Regions from separate parts of the Zea mays genome. Here region 2 is linked to region 1. Evidence: chromatin contacts called from public Hi-C data. All regions are on one chromosome and are shown on one strand. The core of a region is the stretch at or near the end of the contact, and the rest is flanking DNA. Distances in the headings are between cores, read along the strand shown. Region 1 holds the start of LOC100194014. Region 2 holds the start of LOC103640867 (WEB family protein At5g55860).

Region 1 (3,852 bases), core at 781-3,280:
TAAATTTAGGGTACAAGACCCTTTAGAGGATCTTGTTGGAGCCAGCCTAAGGCTGTACGCATGGCTTCCCGCGGCCCGCTCCCCCTCCCCTCCTGTAGAGGCAACAGGCAGCCGCTAGGCGTCGCACCGCTGCCCGCTACGGTGCCCTCACGGTGTAGCCACGCGCCGTCCTCTTCTTTCTCCTACGGGATGCAGCGTGCGCTCGTTGCCTCCCCTTCTACTGTGTTGTAGGCCCGCAATTAATTGTTAGTGGATAAAAAATTGATAGAGATAAAAAGTAGGTATAGAAAATAATATTTTATGGTTGTAGTGGGGTATAAGGGAAGAAAATAGGGGGAACCGCTGTGGGAGATGAAAAAAATAGGGAATAAAATGTTGATGATGTGACACAAAAAATAATATAGGGGAAAAAATTTAGGGAGAACCGCTGGGTAGGGATGGCAATCGGGCGGGTAGTACACGGATATATAGTTCGCGAATCCATACCCGTGACACAAAACTCAACCCATACTCGTACCCATAAACGTTCGTGGGTATGGTCTGTATCCATACCCGTATCCGCCGAGTATCCGCTATCCAGTGGATACCCGTTATCCGCCCGCACACTACAATTTTAGCATTCAACACCAAACAACAATTTTATCACATTTCAAAATAATTATCATTACAGTAGCATCAAATGATAATTTCAGCACCAAACATGTTATGGATAAAAATTGAAAAAATAAGAATTTATGATAATATGTAAATCCGGATGGACCACATGTTAGATAACCATTGGGTAACGGGTATGAATACTGGATATCCATACCCGCGAAAAAAATATCCACAGATACCTTATTATATCCATAACTATACCAGCGGATACCAAATTCTACCATACTCATATCCAATGGATAATTATCTGTGGTTATTTACCCATACCCGTACTCATTGCCATCCCTACCTCTGGGGATAGCCTAAAGCTCACTCTAACAGAGGCATGCAAATCGGGCAACCATCTGTACTTTTGGTTGGTGTCTATAGTTTAACCGCCCAGCCATACGCTAGATCTTTCCAATAGCATAACCATCCATACGTTCAGCTAGAATAGAGTAGACGCTGGGGCCCAGTGGTCAGTCAAGAATGAAGAATTTAGCTATCGGTCACAGTACCAGGCAATATATCTTTTCTCTCTTCTGCCTTCCATTTTGACTGACCCGTTTAGCTGCTCCGTTGGAAGAAGGATTGCACTACTACAGTGGCTCTAGGACAACTATTTTAGATTTGTCTGGCCGGATGGTTGCTCCCTTGGAGTGAGCCTAAGACTATGCGCGACAGTATGTCAATATCTCGAGCTGCTCCCTCCCTGACACTGTTGGTGTATAGGGTCACTCTTCTGCCGCAACGTCCAACACTACAACCCCACTACAAGCTAGGTGGGCAGTTTTTCGCCAGATATGGCGCGTTACTACAAGGCCCCTGCTCTGACACTCGCGCATGATTTTGTTTTTAGTAGAGCAAAAATTGATAATAAATAGTGAATAGAGTTGAGAATTGATATTTTATGGCTACAGTAGGATACACGAGAGAATTTAGAGAGAACTGCTTTAAGAAGAAGAAAAGTAGGGAGTGTAATTGAAATATGTGTCAACTCCAATAGTTACTGTATGCAAATTTTAGCTCTCTAAATCATAGATTTAAGAAGTTGCTAAATGACTTTTGGAGTAAAAAAATATAAGTTCTCCAATAGTTCTCTAAATATAGGTTGTAATTTTGTTTTGTATCTATCCACATAAAAAAATAAGTTACAAAAACTACATAATGCAGTTAATATTATTGTTTAGGGAGTTGTTAAATGATTGTCAAATGTAGAGAGAAAATGAGGTTAAATGACAAGTTGTTAAATTTAGAAAGTTTATTTAGAGAACTGTTGGAGAATAGTTTTTATGTTAACTATCTAAATTATTGATTTAGAAAGTGTTTTAGAGAACTACTAGAGTTGGAGGAAAAAATTTAGGAAATGTGAACATTCTCATCCAGCCGTACCGTATACGGCATCCCCGCCTCTGCCACCACCGGTCCAGTCCCTGATGGACACGCCGCCGCCCTCTCTGCCGCCGTCCGCCCTCCTCTGGCCGGACCTCCTCGCGGGCGCGGCGTCCTCCACCTGCCGCCTCGTCGCCGCGCATTCCCGTCACTTCCTGGCCCTATCCTCTCTCCTCCTTCTCCCGCTCGCCCTCCTCCTACTCGCCCTCCCCTGCCCGTTGTTCTCTGCCTCCGCCTCCTCCGCCGCCTCCCCTCCCGTGCATCTCCGGGTCCCGCAGGATCCGTCGAGGTACCCACTACCCATCCCGCTGCCGCTGCTCGCCCTTGCCGCGGCGCTCCTTTACCTCGCCGCCTTCGCCGCCGCCGCGGCCAGCGCGCACGCAGGGTTCTTCGGTCGCCCCGTCCGGCTCCTCGCCTCGCTCCGCTCAGTGCCAGCCTCACTCCTCCGCCTCATCCTGACCGCCATCCTGGCCTCCCCGCTCGCACTCCTTCCGCTCCTCCCGCTCCCCGCTGCGCTCGGCGCCGCGCTGCTCGTCCTCGGCTTCATCCTTTTGTCCCCGTTCTGGTCCCTCGCTGGCGCCGCTGCCGTGGTCGAATCGGCCACAGGCTTCACGCCGCTCCGGCGGAGCTGCCAGCTCCTCTCTACCGCCCGCCTCGCAGCGCTCTCCTCGTTCCTGGTATTCGCCGCCGGGATTGGGGTCACGCTCTGGGGCTTCGGCGGTGTGGCTGCCGAGAGGTACGACGCTGGGGCTGGGTGGGCTGGGATGGCGCCTGTGGTGGTCAAGGCGGTGGCTGGCACAGCGCTGCTGGCCGTGATGATGCTGTACGGGATGGTGGCCAACGTTGTGCTCTACATGCACTGCCGCGCGATGCACGGAGAGCTCACAGGGGAGATCTACAATGAGTTCGCCAACATGTATGTCTTCCTGCCCTATGACGATGGAAAAGATCGCCATGTTGTCTCAGTGGTCACGGTGTGGCCATGATTGGTTTCAGTGGAAGCAATCAAGGTTTTGGTCTGGTGTGCGTTTCAGTTCTGTGCATAAGTGTGTGTAATTGTGATGGAATGTTCAGAACATGTAGACTACTATTAGTGTAAGGAATCCATGCGATGGAATGTTCAGAACATGTAGGCTACTATTAGTGCAAGAAATCCATGCTTTTGGTTTTGTACTACAATAAAAAAAGGATTTGAGTATCATATACTCCCTCCTTTTTTATTTGACGTTTTTAGTTCAAAAATGAACTATCCGGATTCCGGCGTCAAATATTTAAGAATGGAGTTAGTACCACTGAAGATGGGAATTGAATGTAAACTGGGCATCTGTTGTGTCATAGGTTTCATTCAGCGCTGCGGTATTAAGAATACATCAGAGGTTAGAAAAGTAATTGTCCTGCATATCATAATACTGTACTTAGGATTGCTTACAACAAAACTTAGAATGCATTTGGCTCCAGTTGCAAACTGTCCTGTTGAAATAGTAGATATAAGAGTAATCAACTAAGGTGAGACTGGTGCAATACATCGCTGAGATTACCAAATGTTAAAAACTTCATTACTAAATTTCTCTAATTTCAGAGAAATAGGTTGCCTTGCTTTTCTAATTTGGTTTTTGACTGCCATGAAATTACAGTTGTCTGCTGTTTCTTTTTATAATGCTATTAAGCCTTTCATTGATTCATGTACAGTGCAAAGGCATTGCATTACCTATTTTACCTAATACCCTTGTACCTTTTATGACTTTGAATAAAATGTTTATACTCTGGAAATTCTGCTGAGCTTGAGGATACTCTAGATAAACATATTTTTCCTTAAAAAATAGA
Region 2 (3,852 bases), core at 617-3,116, 250 kb before region 1:
CTTTGTTCATAAGACTTTCTACTGTTCTACAAACTGTAGATTCTTAATATTTTGTCTGTTAAAAAAACACTTTATATCACATGGATGTAAAGAAAATAAGATGGTAAAGGCCAATTTAGATTTGAGGACTACTGCCACCCAGTGTTATATGGATGCAGGTACAGATGTCTTTGTTCGACCCAGGTGATGGTAAAAAAACACAAATGTGGAATTTGTTTAATCTGACAAATCGAGTGTAGCAAACAAAAGAGAGAATGTCAGGGCACATAGTTTCCTATGTACTCTAGTCCTATCTAGTTTTTTATGTATTCTAGTCCTATCCTATCTACCTTAAGGTATGCCCCACAATGGTCAATTGGTCATATTAATTCCCGTAGTGGAATTGTTTTGATGTTCTATCTCCAGGATTTTCTACTTTTGAGAACCATCCCAACCAAAGGTGGAGGCACACGGGGGTTAGAGTTAAATAAAGGATTGGAGGGGGGCGACAACTTTGACAAAAAAATGTTTGATTACCTCTGCTTGAGGAACCTTAGGCTTTCTTGCAGCTGATATGTCAGATGAAACCTTGACTTCACCAAATAAACTCACTGCAGCTTTAACAGATTCAAAAGGAGCCCTTGTATCTATTTCGCCAATCTCTCCTTTGTCTGCGTCAACAGATAGTGGACGAGCTTTTGTGCCCATATTTGCCTTCATTTTTTTAAAAGTTTATGCAGCCTGCAATAGGAAAATAAATTGAGTTCAAACCAAGATAATGGTAGTGAAATCATTGGGGTGTGAAGTAAATCAATAATGAAGTCAAACATGACAAAAATGGAGTGAAAAAAATACTAGGCCGCCCAAGTCTGTCATGGCTCATAATGTAAAATGATAATAATAATAATAATATATGGTTTCTCGACCTTCAAAAATCCCATATTTGATTATTCCAGCCATAATACCAGGAATTGGTTGTCGCCAATATGACGGGCTAGTGACATCCAAATCCTTGATGAAAACCATTGAATCCTGAATTCCATGCAGCACAAAAAAGAACCCACCTACTACCAAGCTTCCTGCTCTTCCCCAGCCCCACGGATCCTACAAACAGCATTCAAGAAGCTACCTTTGTCTATCAAAATTATGGTTTGATCATCTCATATGGCTCATCAAGCTCACCAATCATCTAATATTCCAGTAGTGTACACTGTACAGCTTCACACATGACATTCTGATACAATATTATGGCAACAACAATGAACTCTCTCTCAGCGGTGTACGTATTATGGTGGCGAGGTGTTCAACTGAACCACCCTAAGAAAAAACTTTACATTTGCAATAGCCTCACCACGCAGCGAACAATCCACAACGAAACCAGATGGATCGGAGCGTCAAAGCATAGGCAAACATTCGGATTGTTGGCCTCAGAGCAAAGGAACGGTTCAACAGGCCCAAATGGGAGGGAAAACAGCAATTTAGGGCGTTCTTACCAAGCACAAACGAAGAAATCAACACGCAGAGGCCAGAGGGGTGATGGGGACGACCGGAACGCGTACCGACAGGGTGGGGTGAGGAATGTAGCCGCGGTGGGAGAGGTAGGCTAAATCTGTGTGAGGTGCGGGGCTCGTGGTGCCGTGTTCGTCGGGGCGAAGGGGAGGGGGCGGTGGTGGTGGAGGAGATGCAAAAAGTTTCGGGGAGCTGGAGGAATTGCGGGAGGCGGGACCGGGAGGGCCGTGGACCTGGGTGGGTTCACGGCTCACGAGCAGGGGATGACCGGATGAACACGGTTGGGTTGGACCGGGCGCGCGCGGCGCGATGGCGAGGGCGGGTCGGCGCGGACCGCGGAGCGCGGGGTGGGGGTGGGGGACGTGGGAGGGACGATCTGAAATGCGGGGTCCTCGGGTATGTCCTCTTAAATTGCATGGACCATGGCCTAGGCTCACAAAAAAATAATTTATAGCATCGTCTCGACTCCCGACCTAATACTAGATATTAAAAAATAAAGATAGGTGTAATTAATTAGAAGTTTGGATTTAAAATACTCAATTAAAAACGTATGAAAAGTATAATTCAACTATTTGAATAGACTAGCCCGATATACTTGATATTAAAACTTTGTCATTTTGAAAAAAAAAACAAAGAGAGAATGGTTATGTTAGACCTCGTTATTTCAGCATCGGTTTTAATGAATTAGAAAAAATGTCATAATGTAAAATTAGGTTAAAAAAACATTGAAAAGTAGACCATTCGTCAACACATAAAGATAAAGATATATCCCGAACCAGTAACACGTAGTCTGCACATTTTCTTCAACTGTTCAACCTATATTACTAAATCTCAAAGCACACAACAAATCATAAGAGTAAACAGGCATCCAATAGATAGGGTGTCTAAGGAGACAAATTTTGTACCTTAGACGCTCAAAGCACTAATTTGATTTTAGTAATTGATCGACATCTAGTGATCTAACATGTGTTTAAGGGCGTATTTGGCATGGCTACATAACAAAATTCTAAGGAGGAGCTGGCCTGAGCATGCCAAACACCCTAATTTCAGAGTTATAAAGTCTATGGAGTTTTTGGAGTTGTAGTATAAATTTTTGTAGTACCTCTTGTTGTTTCGAAAACTCCAAAAAGCAACATAGTCATAAGTTTGGAGTTATTTACCCGCGTACTGCCACCGGTTACGAGAAACAACCTAAACTCTAGAGCAAACCTGCTTCACCTATAGTTTCGGGGTAGGGCTGCTCTGTGGTGGAGCAGAGTCATACCAAAACACGCGCTAAGTGTTGTAAAAAAGCTAGTTTGGGTCCACACCCCAAGTGTTGAGCCACATGGCCACCTTGGAGGAGATGAAGATGGGTTAATTAAATGCTCAATATTGAAACGAAGAGAAGAAAAGAAGCTAGGAGCAAATCCCAAGACAAAAGGTATTGCTGGCACTGGATTGCATCACACTTCACACCTGAAAAAGAAAAGGGCTAGAATGCTCAAGATCACATATGACCTTGATCGCAGCAATAATAACCGATGATACTACACTACAGTAAACGGAGAAACGTCCGACGGCCAAAACCGTCGGACATTAGAATTAAACCGTCGGAAATAGCTTATCTCCGACGGCAAAGACTTATCTCCGACGGCTTTAAGCCGTCGGAGATAACTCGTCGGAAATAATGCAATGTCCGACGGCAGCCGTCGGACATAGCCTATCTCCGACGGCTGCTAGAGCCCGTCGGAAATAATACATCTCAACCGTTTTACCGGTCAGTCAGTGGGCCCCACAAGCTTAAGTCCGACGGCCCAGCGAGAAGCCGTCGGACATAAGGTTAGGTTATGTCCGACGGTATTTAATGCCGTCGGAGATAAGGCAAGGTTATGTCCGACGGCTAACACTAGGCCGTCGGACATAACAAATTACAGAATTTACACAAAATTCTGTTTTTTAAAAAATCTGACATTTACAAAACAAAAACAGATTCATGCACATATACACATTCACATTCACAATCACAAATATACACATTCTAATAAGTATTCACAATCACAAATATTCTCACATAAATATTAACATTCACAAATTTAACATCAACATATAGGTTCGACCAACATATAGGTTCGACGGTTGTTGCAAACTGAAATTGTGTCTCACAAACAAGTGTTGCAAAGTGTTTCATAAATAAACATCACGACACATCAATCATATCCATCGTCTGGATGGTTCGAGTAGCCACCTCCTCCGGCTGGACTCTGCGTGTTGAAAAGGTTGTTCACCCACTAATGTGTTGTGTCGTCTTGACCAGACCCATCTCCAGGTGCGGCAACTGAAGCGGGTGGTGTCTGAAATCCCTATAACACAAGCACATGAAAT

Evidence for each region. A called contact is a pair of places that touch in the nucleus more often than the background predicts.
Region 2: a contact with region 1 is called in a Hi-C map of ear, with 1.8 times the contacts expected there. The contact joins the promoter of LOC103640867 here to the promoter of LOC100194014 in region 1. A contact is called at or near these places in 3 of 25 Hi-C or Micro-C datasets (bundle sheath, ear and tassel).

Annotation. Positions count from the first base shown.
Region 1 is chr10:12,275,865-12,279,716 of Zm-B73-REFERENCE-NAM-5.0, reverse strand. LOC100194014 reads left to right here and starts at 2,030. Exons shown (of 1, transcript NM_001139077.1): 1 at 2,030-3,537. The coding sequence starts at 2,073. The coding sequence ends at 3,014.
Region 2 is chr10:12,523,003-12,526,854 of Zm-B73-REFERENCE-NAM-5.0, reverse strand. It overlaps LOC103640867 (WEB family protein At5g55860), which reads right to left and starts at 1,866. Exons shown (of 3, transcript XM_008664321.3): 1 at 1,473-1,866; 2 at 517-720. The coding sequence starts at 699.